3 separate regions of the Mus musculus genome follow, and regions 1 and 2 are each linked to region 3. Evidence: chromatin contacts called from public Hi-C and HiChIP or PLAC-seq data. All regions are on one chromosome and are shown on one strand. Each heading gives the region's core, a stretch centred on a gene start, on an enhancer-like site or on the middle of the called end of the contact. The rest is flanking DNA. Distances are from core to core; before and after follow the strand shown.

What was found. Hi-C and Micro-C count contacts between places; a contact is called where the count stands out from the background. HiChIP or PLAC-seq counts read pairs in DNA pulled down with a chosen protein or histone mark.
Region 1: a contact with region 3 is called in an H3K27ac HiChIP or PLAC-seq map of stem cell-derived neural progenitor cells, with 4 times the contacts expected there. The contact joins the promoter of Cdc42bpa here to the promoter of Psen2 in region 3. A contact is called at or near these places in 4 of 39 promoter capture datasets (3T3-L1-derived adipocytes, erythroid cells, hippocampal neurons and 1 more), 1 of 484 Hi-C or Micro-C datasets (muscle stem cells), 2 of 115 datasets of contacts at active chromatin or transcription factors (pancreatic cancer cells and stem cell-derived neural progenitor cells) and 4 of 9 other capture datasets (adipose tissue, embryonic stem cells, liver and 1 more).
Region 2: a contact with region 3 is called in a Hi-C map of differentiating embryonic stem cells, with 2.8 times the contacts expected there. The contact joins the enhancer-like site here to the promoter of Psen2 in region 3. A contact is called at or near these places in 20 of 39 promoter capture datasets (the 3T3-L1 cell line, the C10 cell line, the HPC-7 cell line and 10 more), 6 of 15 datasets of contacts at CTCF or cohesin (the NIH/3T3 cell line, embryonic stem cells, large pre-B cells and 2 more), 84 of 484 Hi-C or Micro-C datasets (the 3T3-L1 cell line, the AML12 cell line, B cells and 50 more), 13 of 115 datasets of contacts at active chromatin or transcription factors (astrocytes, bone marrow-derived macrophages, craniofacial prominence and 8 more) and 3 of 9 other capture datasets (adipose tissue, embryonic stem cells and liver).

What each region holds. Positions count from the first base shown.
Region 1 is chr1:179,959,429-179,962,147 of GRCm38.p6, reverse strand. Cdc42bpa (CDC42 binding protein kinase alpha) reads right to left here and starts at 1,388. Exons shown (of 37, transcript NM_001359541.1): 1 at 861-1,388. The coding sequence starts at 1,038.
Region 2 is chr1:180,546,326-180,549,263 of GRCm38.p6, reverse strand. The region is part of intron 3 of Gm31986 (a long non-coding RNA gene); the gene reads left to right. Among named protein-coding and RNA genes, the nearest start is that of Parp1, 21 kb to the left of the region's middle. Within about 2 kb of position 1,358, at least 102 of the 459 cell types and tissues checked have an H3K27ac peak or open chromatin away from gene starts, as enhancers often do. A contact at or near this core is called in B cells, CD8 T cells, the CH12 cell line and 10 more, where this site is marked.
Region 3 is chr1:180,254,757-180,257,835 of GRCm38.p6, reverse strand. Psen2 (presenilin 2) reads left to right here and starts at 1,536. Exons shown (of 11, transcript NM_001128605.1): 1 at 1,536-1,613. It overlaps Gm31728 (predicted gene, 31728), which reads right to left and starts at 1,431. Exons shown (of 3, transcript NR_168339.1): 1 at 1,272-1,431; 2 at 163-286.

The sequences.
Region 1 (2,719 bases), core at 139-2,638, 300 kb after region 3:
TCATTTAGCTAGCTAAAAGTATTTCAACAGCTCAAAATTCTAAATGGCCTAAATCCTTCCAGAGCTATGGTACCACTCTCTACCAGCCTGGGCAGTGATGGCCACTGCTGGATGTCAGACTTCCCTCACACGAGTGAGTGACATCAGAGGCTCCTGGAGTTCAGACAAGCCTTGAAGGTCACATGCAGAGTTTGCCCGCATCACTGATCTAGTCCACTACTATAGGTCACCTGGGTCACATCTAGCCAGTATAGACACAAATTCAATTTAGAATAAAATCTAAGGCAGGTGGAGCTGCCTCCAAACATCCTCCAACTACATCTTTTTACACACACACATACACATAATTTCTATTATTTCTCAGGAACCTAGTGATTTTTGGAAAGTCCATGTTTAGTACTTTCCTTTGCCAGTGCTATCCAGAGATGAGACTAAACCCCCTGATCACCACCTCCACATTCCTGTTGTCCTAAAATTAACACAGGGACTTCAGCATCTCCTCAAATCTCCTGTGATTTTCAAAGACTGGGAAGGAATGTTCCAACCAACAAATACCCTCCCACTGAACGGTTGTGACAACTGTGCTCAATAATCCAATTCTGCCAATCCCAGCCTTCCTTCTGAAGCTCCTGCTGCTGCCCGCCCCCCCCCCCCCCCAGACGCAGTGAGTTCACAAACAGCAAGGCCAAACAACCAGGCAACAACTAAGTGGCACCGCTTTGCCCTGGCAAACAGTTAAGAAAAACTAGGAGAGAGAAGTCTTGACTAATAGGCGTTTGTTCTGTTGTTAAGGCTATACACATCATTTTCACTATAGTTAATAATGCTCACGCCCAGCAACGCATTAGAAGAAAACTTACCCCATTCTAGATATTCAAGAATGTTCTTCTCTCTTCTCAATGGAGAATTATTGCATTCATCGTAAAGACAGATGAGGATGTCCAGTAGCGTCTCCACACTGAAGCACTGCCCATTGGTCTGAGCTGGCCCATCTAAAATAAACTGCTCCAACTGCCTCAAACGCACTTCTCCGGACATGTTTGCTTCGATTTCTGCTGGTTTTCTTTTAAATGCCCTTACGATGTCTACTGTTACTATCTGAACCTAAAAGTTTAAAGATGTGGTTTTTAAAAATAAACCACTTGTTATTTCAACAACTGTCATGCAATGCCGGTGCTGAATTAAACATCCAATACACCAGTCACCTCACTTAACGGAAGCGTCTCCAATTTCACCCATAAACATATATATCTTGAGGGTGAGTTTCCATAAAATATAGATTTAATATTTTAAGAGAATAATACAATTAAATTGTACATTTAAATAAAATAATAATTAAAAGTACAACGAACTAAAGAGTCAACACTCCTTAAAAAAAAAAAAAAAAACTCCTTCATTCAAAATTCAATTCGTGCAACATAATCCTGAAACGAATCCAGTTGCATCATTAATGAATAAAGTCCCCTTGGCATCAGCAATTCACTTCCCGGGAAGAAGAAAAATTGAAAAAGGAGGAGGGGGCAACGTATGGAGGGGGAGGGAAAGCCAAAAATTCTGCAAATGCTCCCAACCTCCACTCGGATAGCGCCTGGGCGAGTCCTCCGCGGCAAAGGGAGGGCAGCTGCCGGAGCAGTTCTCCCGGCTCGGCTCGGAGCACGCCGAGCCTCCGCTCCGAGCTCTTTCTTCCTAGGGCTTTGCAGCGAGTCTTGCTTCCAGCGGACTGCGGCGAGGACGCGTCATCTTCCTCCCGGCTTCTCCCGGGGCCTGGCCGGCGGCGCAGCCGGGATGAGGCGGGCTGCGGGCGGCTCTCGCGCCGGGCTCCGGGGGCGGCGGCTACTTGGCCGCGCGAGCCCGCTCCATGCCGGAGGCCGCTGGCGGGCCGCGCCGTGCCGCCGGGCGCAGCGCCCGGGCTCCCGCTCGCGCCCTGCGGCCGCCGCCGCCGCCGCCCCTCGGCGAGGGGCTGCGCTGACGAATTCAGAGGACGCGGGCGGCAGCCGCGGTTCGGGCGGCGACTCGAGTCCCTTCTTCCCAGCCTTGGGCTGAGGGCATCTTTCCCGACGGACGCAGGCGGCTGAGGCGCGGGAGGAGGGGGCGCTGCCGCCGCTGAGGAGACCTGAGGCTGCCGCAGCCCGGCTCCCAACCACTCCCTTCCTCCTCTGCCCGCCTCCCCCGCCCGCCCTCCCGCCCGCGCCGCTCGCGCCCGCGCCGCCCGCGCCCGCGCCCTAGGCTCCCCGAGGCCGCTCCCGGCGCCGCGGCGCGCAGGCGGAGGCTCGCGGACCGTCCGGATCCAAAATGGCGGCGCGCCCCGCCCCCCGACCCCGCTGGAAGCGGCGCGCTGCGGCCCAGCCGAGCCCGAGCCCCGGGGGAGGGGGATCGCCTCGGCCCGCGGCGCTGCGGCTGCCGCAGCCAGGGAAGCGGGGTCCCCCGGGGCGACTCGGGTGTGGAACGGGTTGGCTCGGTGAGGCACGGGCTGGGAACTGCGCCACGGTGCCTCGCCGCCGCCCGGGGTCCCCGCGGTGACCACCCCCCAGCCGGCCTTCTTCCTCCACTTCTGCGGAGATGCCGTCGGTCCCGCAAGGGTACCCTCGGCTTCCAACCGCTCTAAGACAAGACAGCCGCTCCAGACGCTGTTTACCTGCCCACCCTGCCCCCATTCGGCTTTCCCACGCCCCAGACTCCTAATTTCCGGTGTTCCTAATCCACAGCGTTTGTGTCACTC
Region 2 (2,938 bases), core at 109-2,608, 290 kb before region 3:
AAAGTGGGAGCAGGAAGGCAAGATCAAGATGGGGGACATGCAGCCCCTTTTACCTTGAGTCAGGCACACCTGGCTGTTGCCAGGTAACTGTGGGGCGGAGCTTAGACAAAATGCTAACAGGGAGCTCCCGAGTTTGTGGAACCCAGGCCACAATGGCAGGTGGAGGGCCCTGGGCAAGACTTTTTGTTCCTTCTGTTTCTTCCCCCAACAAAAAGCACAAAAGCACCATTGTATTTTATCCAGTTCAACAACCACTCCGTGAGGGAATCTGTTTACAGGTCATTGCCCTAGGCTCTGGCTTGCCTGGGGTATAAGATACTCTTCCAGCTGAGAACCTCATTGCAATTTGCAGTGGTGCCTAGTTCCCTGTAGAGAGAGGCTGAGGTATGCTCAAGGGACACTCAGAGAGATGAAGGGCGGTGAAAGACTCCGAGAGCTCCAGGAAGCCTCAGCTCAGAGGCCACCTTCCTGCGGATTACCTCCGAGCTCTTTGGTAGACCCAGGGCTGATTAACAGCAGTAGCAGGCTTTTAGTTTCCTATGCGCCATATAAAGAGACCGACTCCAGGCTCACCCTCTGTGCGCAGTGAGAGCTTGGCACCCTGTAGGTCTCCATCTCCTCTTCTGAGAGAACACAGTAGGCACTCTGCTTTTGCCTGTGAAATGACTAGGAGCTGCTATTCTTGCAGGGTCTTTGTGATCAGGGAGGACTTGAAGAGCTAGGATCATGGAGGTGACACTGGGAAAGCAAGTGGTAAAGACACCAGCCTGTGGAGGTGTCCCTCACTCTGGGTCCTCTGTGGGACATCTAAGCAGCAGCCCACACCCACCCCAGAATTCTAGTTTTGCACGAAGACTCTTCTTTAGGACCAAGCCCCCTTACCCAGGGCTTCCACCACAGTGTCCGGATATTTGTGTGGGCTTGAAGGGAGATGTGGTCACCTCACAGTCCTTTCTCTCCCTCTCCCTGTAGGTCTGCCGCTGAACCTGTTGTTTGTAGTCCTGAGTGAGCTCTAGAACCATCAGGGGAGCTGTTTAGAAGTACCGGGCTTTATGTAATTGGCCAGAATGCAGGGGTCAGAGGCAGCCTCATTTCTCCAGCTTCTCTGATGATAGTTGCAGCCCTGTCTGTAACAGAACTTCCTGCCCCCCCCCCCCCCCCCACCTCCCGCTGCAGCCAGCATTCTGCTTGCTTTGATCTGCTCCAAGCCGGCCCGCACCAGCCTTTCTTTCGGGCGGGGCTCCTGCGCTTCTCCCTGTCCCTCCGCTCTTTGGTGTCTCACGTCTCTGAGCCCTCTCAGTACTGACTTTATACACGTCCCAGCAGACTGCTGCCGTGTGAATTACAGAGAGCAGAGCCATAGAGACTGCGCCTGGGAAACAAATTAAAACACTCAATCATTCAGCCAAGACAGGGAACAGGGGTAGAAAGACACTCAGCCCCTAGAGAGGGGCCAGGGAGGGATCCGGAGAAGGGAAGAAGTGGCTGGATCACAAGATGATATTTATGAAAAAAAGTCGCTGAGGCAGACTGAGGAGGAAGAGGAGGAATAAAGGGCGCACAGTAGGGGGCATCTGACAAAGGGTCCTAGTGATGGTTACTATGGATTGTCAATCGATAGGATCTAGAATCACCCCGGAGACAAATCTCTGGGCACCCGTATGAGGGAGTTTCTAGATCAGGTTAATTAACAGCCAGGCTGAAATGAAGGGAGAAAGCAGGCCCTTCTCTGCTTCCTGACTGTGGACACAAAGTAACCAGCTGCTTCGGCACCTGGGACTAAACCTTCCCTGCCAAGATGGACTTCATCCCTTAGAATTCAGTGAAAGTAACCCCTCTCACTTCAGAGGAGGTCTCACCATATAGCCCTGGCTGATCTGGAACTCACTATATAGGCCAGCCAGACCTCAAATCCAGAGAGCTACCTGCTTCTCCCTCTTAAATTCTGGGATTAAAGGCGTTTGCCGCCACGCCCTGAAGACTCTCCTTTTTATGTAGCTATTGTCAGGGAGTTGGTTGAAGGGATGAGGCAGATAACAATACAGTCCAATCTGATGAGGACCACCTCTGAGGAGGGGTAGGACAGAAGACACCTAGCAAGGAAGGTCCAGTATGCCCACTGTTTGTGCCAACTGGGTATGTGTGATATTAGCCAGATAGCAGTGGAGTGTTGGGTCCTGGGGAGATGGCTCAGCAACCAAAGTGCTGTGTGAATGTGAAGCTTGGAGTTCAGACTCCCAGACCGCATGCAAATGTTGAGTGGGTGGGACAGCTGCCTGTAACTCCAACCTCAGAAACTTAGGATGAGATTCTCTCAAGCAAATTGGCTAGTGAGAATGGTCTAAGAGTCACCCCACAAACCACATGAACACCGATCTCATTCAGACAGGGACAGTGTTGTGATCATAAAAAGAGAAAGGGCTATTACGATATGTTCTGGCGAGGTGTGGGGGGATGGGGTGCCTCAGTGGGCCCATACCAAGGCATTTCTTCCCCCTGAGAGACCAGACCCACACTGGTATAGTATAGAATAGAGTTTATTCAGGGCATGGGGAGGGGAGTTAAGAGGGTAGCAGAGGTGGAGAAAGGCAGGGGGAGGCGGCCATGTGGAGAGAGGGGGGAAGGGAATGTGGAGAGAGGGGGAGCAAGGGGACAAGAGGCAAGGGAGAGAAGCAGGAGTAAGAGAGGAGGGGACAAGCAGCCCCTTTTATAGGCCAGGCCTACCTGGCTGTTGCCAAGTAACAGTGGGGTGGGGCATACCTGGCTGTTGCCAGGTATCTGTCGGGGTGGAGTCCATACAACACCAGCAGATGGTGTATTGAATGCACACCCTAAGATTGATCTATTAGGGCTGTAGCTCAGATCTCGGGGGCTGAGGCTATGACTCTAAACATTTTTTCTATGTCAGTTTATAAAGGTTAAAACCACAAAACCACAA
Region 3 (3,079 bases), core at 287-2,786:
CATGATAAGAGTCATCTGTAGTAGAGAAGGATGGTGCCCCTACAGGGGGAGGGACAGTGGACATGAGGAGTACTATGGGCTATCATTTCAATGTCAAACAGAACAAAATGAAACCCACACCACCTCAAGCCGAGAAGGGAGGCAGAGGAAGGAAACACTTACTGTCTGTTCAGGATCCACGCTGCCCCCTGCCCCCTCATTTCTCTGTAATGTGCCATGTTCCTCTGAAGGCCCTCACACTATCCTTTCACAGATGAGGAAACCGAGGCCCAGCAAGGGTAAGGAACTGCAACAGACAAGCAGAAGAGGGAGATTTCGGACCTCCGTTCATGCGTCTATGCTATCTGCCAGGTAGAACCCACTTTCTCAATTGTGTTAAGGAAAAAATTCAAGATGTTGAGCTAAGTCCACAGACTCAGAAGTAGGTTGGTGTCTAACAGGGTCAGGGAGAGGGACAGGAAACCTTTCAATTATACAACTGCCTTTTATTTTTTAAGCAATGGGCTGTTTTACAATCACACAAGCCAGATTGGCACACATTGAAGTCACTAAATACCTTAAATTAAAATGATTACTTTTTTGCAGTGATGGTGGTGGTGAAGACATGGTCTCTATATAGCCTGGCTGTCCTGGAACTCACTCTGTAAACCAGGCTGGCCTTGAACTCAGAGATGTGCCTGTCTCTGCCTTTCCGGTGCTGGGATTAAAGGTGTACACACTGCCCAGCCGTATTTTTTTCTTTTAAAGACAAGGTCTAATGTGTCCCAGGCTGGCCTCGAACTTGCTATGTAACTAGGAATGACCTTGGACTTCTAGTGACAGGATTACTCAGCCATGCATACACCAGAATTGAGTATTAAACTCAGGGTTTCCTGCATGCTAGGCAGGCACTTAGTTGAACTACATCCCCAGCCCTACAATGACAATTTTATGTTATACGAATTTCACAGTAATTAAAGGAGAAATAAAGCTACATGAGATAATGACAACTGTGGCAAATTGTTGACAATTTCAACTCACTCCACAGACCGATCCTGCGATCACAACCCCTCCCTGCCCTCACCCCGAGGCTGATTCCTAGATCTCGTTGCAATTTTATCCCAGTTCATATTTACCCAGAGCTCCCCATGTATGTCGCGGAAGCACTCTGGAAAAAATCAATCAGGAGAAGGCTCCCGATGTTAGCTTACTTTAGACTCCATTTTAAAGTGCATGAAACCGGAGGAGGGAGGGGCAGCAGAGGCTCCTGAAATCACAAAGCAAATACCCACCCCTTGTCCCAGTGGCGCTGCCAGGCCCCTAAGAAAAGGCACTAGCCAACTTCAGATTTCAATGTCAGTATGATGCTGCGGTCTCCAGGGCAAGACACAGCGAAGGCCTGCACCTTCTGCACCCAGTGTTTTCCTGTAAACCGACGATGAAGGCGCAAGTGCACAGGGGAACCTGGCACCGCCCAAGGGACGGGACAGGGGCGGAGCCAGGAAGTGGGCGTGTCCCCCACCGGGGGCGTGTCTGAGGCGCTGGCGAACCGGGGCAGTGGGCGGGGCCGGCGCTAGCCCAGGAGAGGCGCTCCGCCCGCGGCGTAAACTCTACCCCGCGCCGCGGCGGAGCAGGTGAGCGGAGGGCGGGGGCTGGGTGTGTGCGGCCGGGTACCTGTCACCGATCGCGGGTAGCCGGCAGCATGGAGAGCCCGGATGCAGCGAGGCCCTTCGTGCGCACGCCCCTGACCGCTGCTTCCGTTGCCCTCCCGGGGCATCAGGGTCTGGGCTCCAAGCTGCGGCCCCTGCGGCGATCTCGGCCTCTGCGGCCGGCTCAGGGGCGAGGAGAAAGTGCTGGGGAGGCAGCAGTGCGGCCGGCCCAGAACTGGGGCTTGGAAGGAGCGTAGGGTGCAGCTCTGGGCCTCTGGCCGCGTCCGGGTGCCCTCGCGTCCCTTCCTGCCTCCAGAACCCCAGGCGCGGAGTGAGGTGTTAAAGGGCCAGTGCACGTGGGTCTCACCGCTGTGTTCACCAGGCATTTTGGTCCCTGCTACCCAGGCTCTGACCTGGTCTACCTGGGCTCTGCTACAGATGGGAGTAAGAACTTCTTCCTGTATGAGGAGCGAGGCGCCCAACAGGGCCTGAGGCAGGCGTTCTGTTACCAGCTGTGTTCAGTGTTTTGTAAATCCCTTAAGGCAGTAGGGAGACGCCCAGAATCAAGCCTCTGAACCGAAGGAACTCGGCAAAGCAAGAGCTAGTTGCCACTGAATTATACTGATGAAGAAACTGCGCCTAGGGCTGAGGATGTAGCTGTGTGGTAGAGTGTTGTTAGCCAAGCATGCATGCGGCCGGCCAGGAGAGGAAAAGGAGGGTGAGAAGAACAACTCCCAGAACTAAAAAGTGCGGTTGCCCAAGGTCTCCTGTGTAAGATACAGGGAAACCAGGCTTAGAGCCTGCTGCCTGGGCCTCTGTTTCTGCTATCCAGACATAAGTCCTTTGCCAGTTAAATGAAATGTCCTAGCACCTCTGCTTAGGGATTTTTCTTTAAAGATATGAATGGTTGTGAAATGACTGCATCCATTTACTGATGGAGGATTAGAGAGCCTCAAAATCAGAACAGATGCAGACCAATTTAACTCCGTCCCCAGAATAGTCTCTTGGAGTCAGAGAGACGCAACCATTCAGAATAGGTGCACCTGCTGGCTGTATAGTCCCTCTGTGGACACCTAAGCCTCTCAGGCCTTCAGCCAAGACTTTGGGCAGTAATTAAAGGCTCTGTATAAGTTGCTTCAGGTGTGTAAGCTTCAAGTTTTCCTTTAGGTGTGGGTGGCTCTGTGGAAGCCTGAGAAACAGAAGCAGATCCTGTGTTTTCCGTTGGTGAAGGGGCCAGCATCCCGACTTTAGCCTAGAGGTGACCGTCTGGGTTCATTCCTTGGCTCCCAGGACAGTGGCTAGAATCAGGTGGGCAGGGATAGAGTGAAGAATGGCAGAGGTGCAGGATGGGAAGGAAGCTGACAGAAAGTAGGTGTGGGTGAGTGGAGGTGCGGACTGAGCTGGAAGCCGGGTCCGGTTTGGAGAACTATCTCCTACTATGTAGACATGCC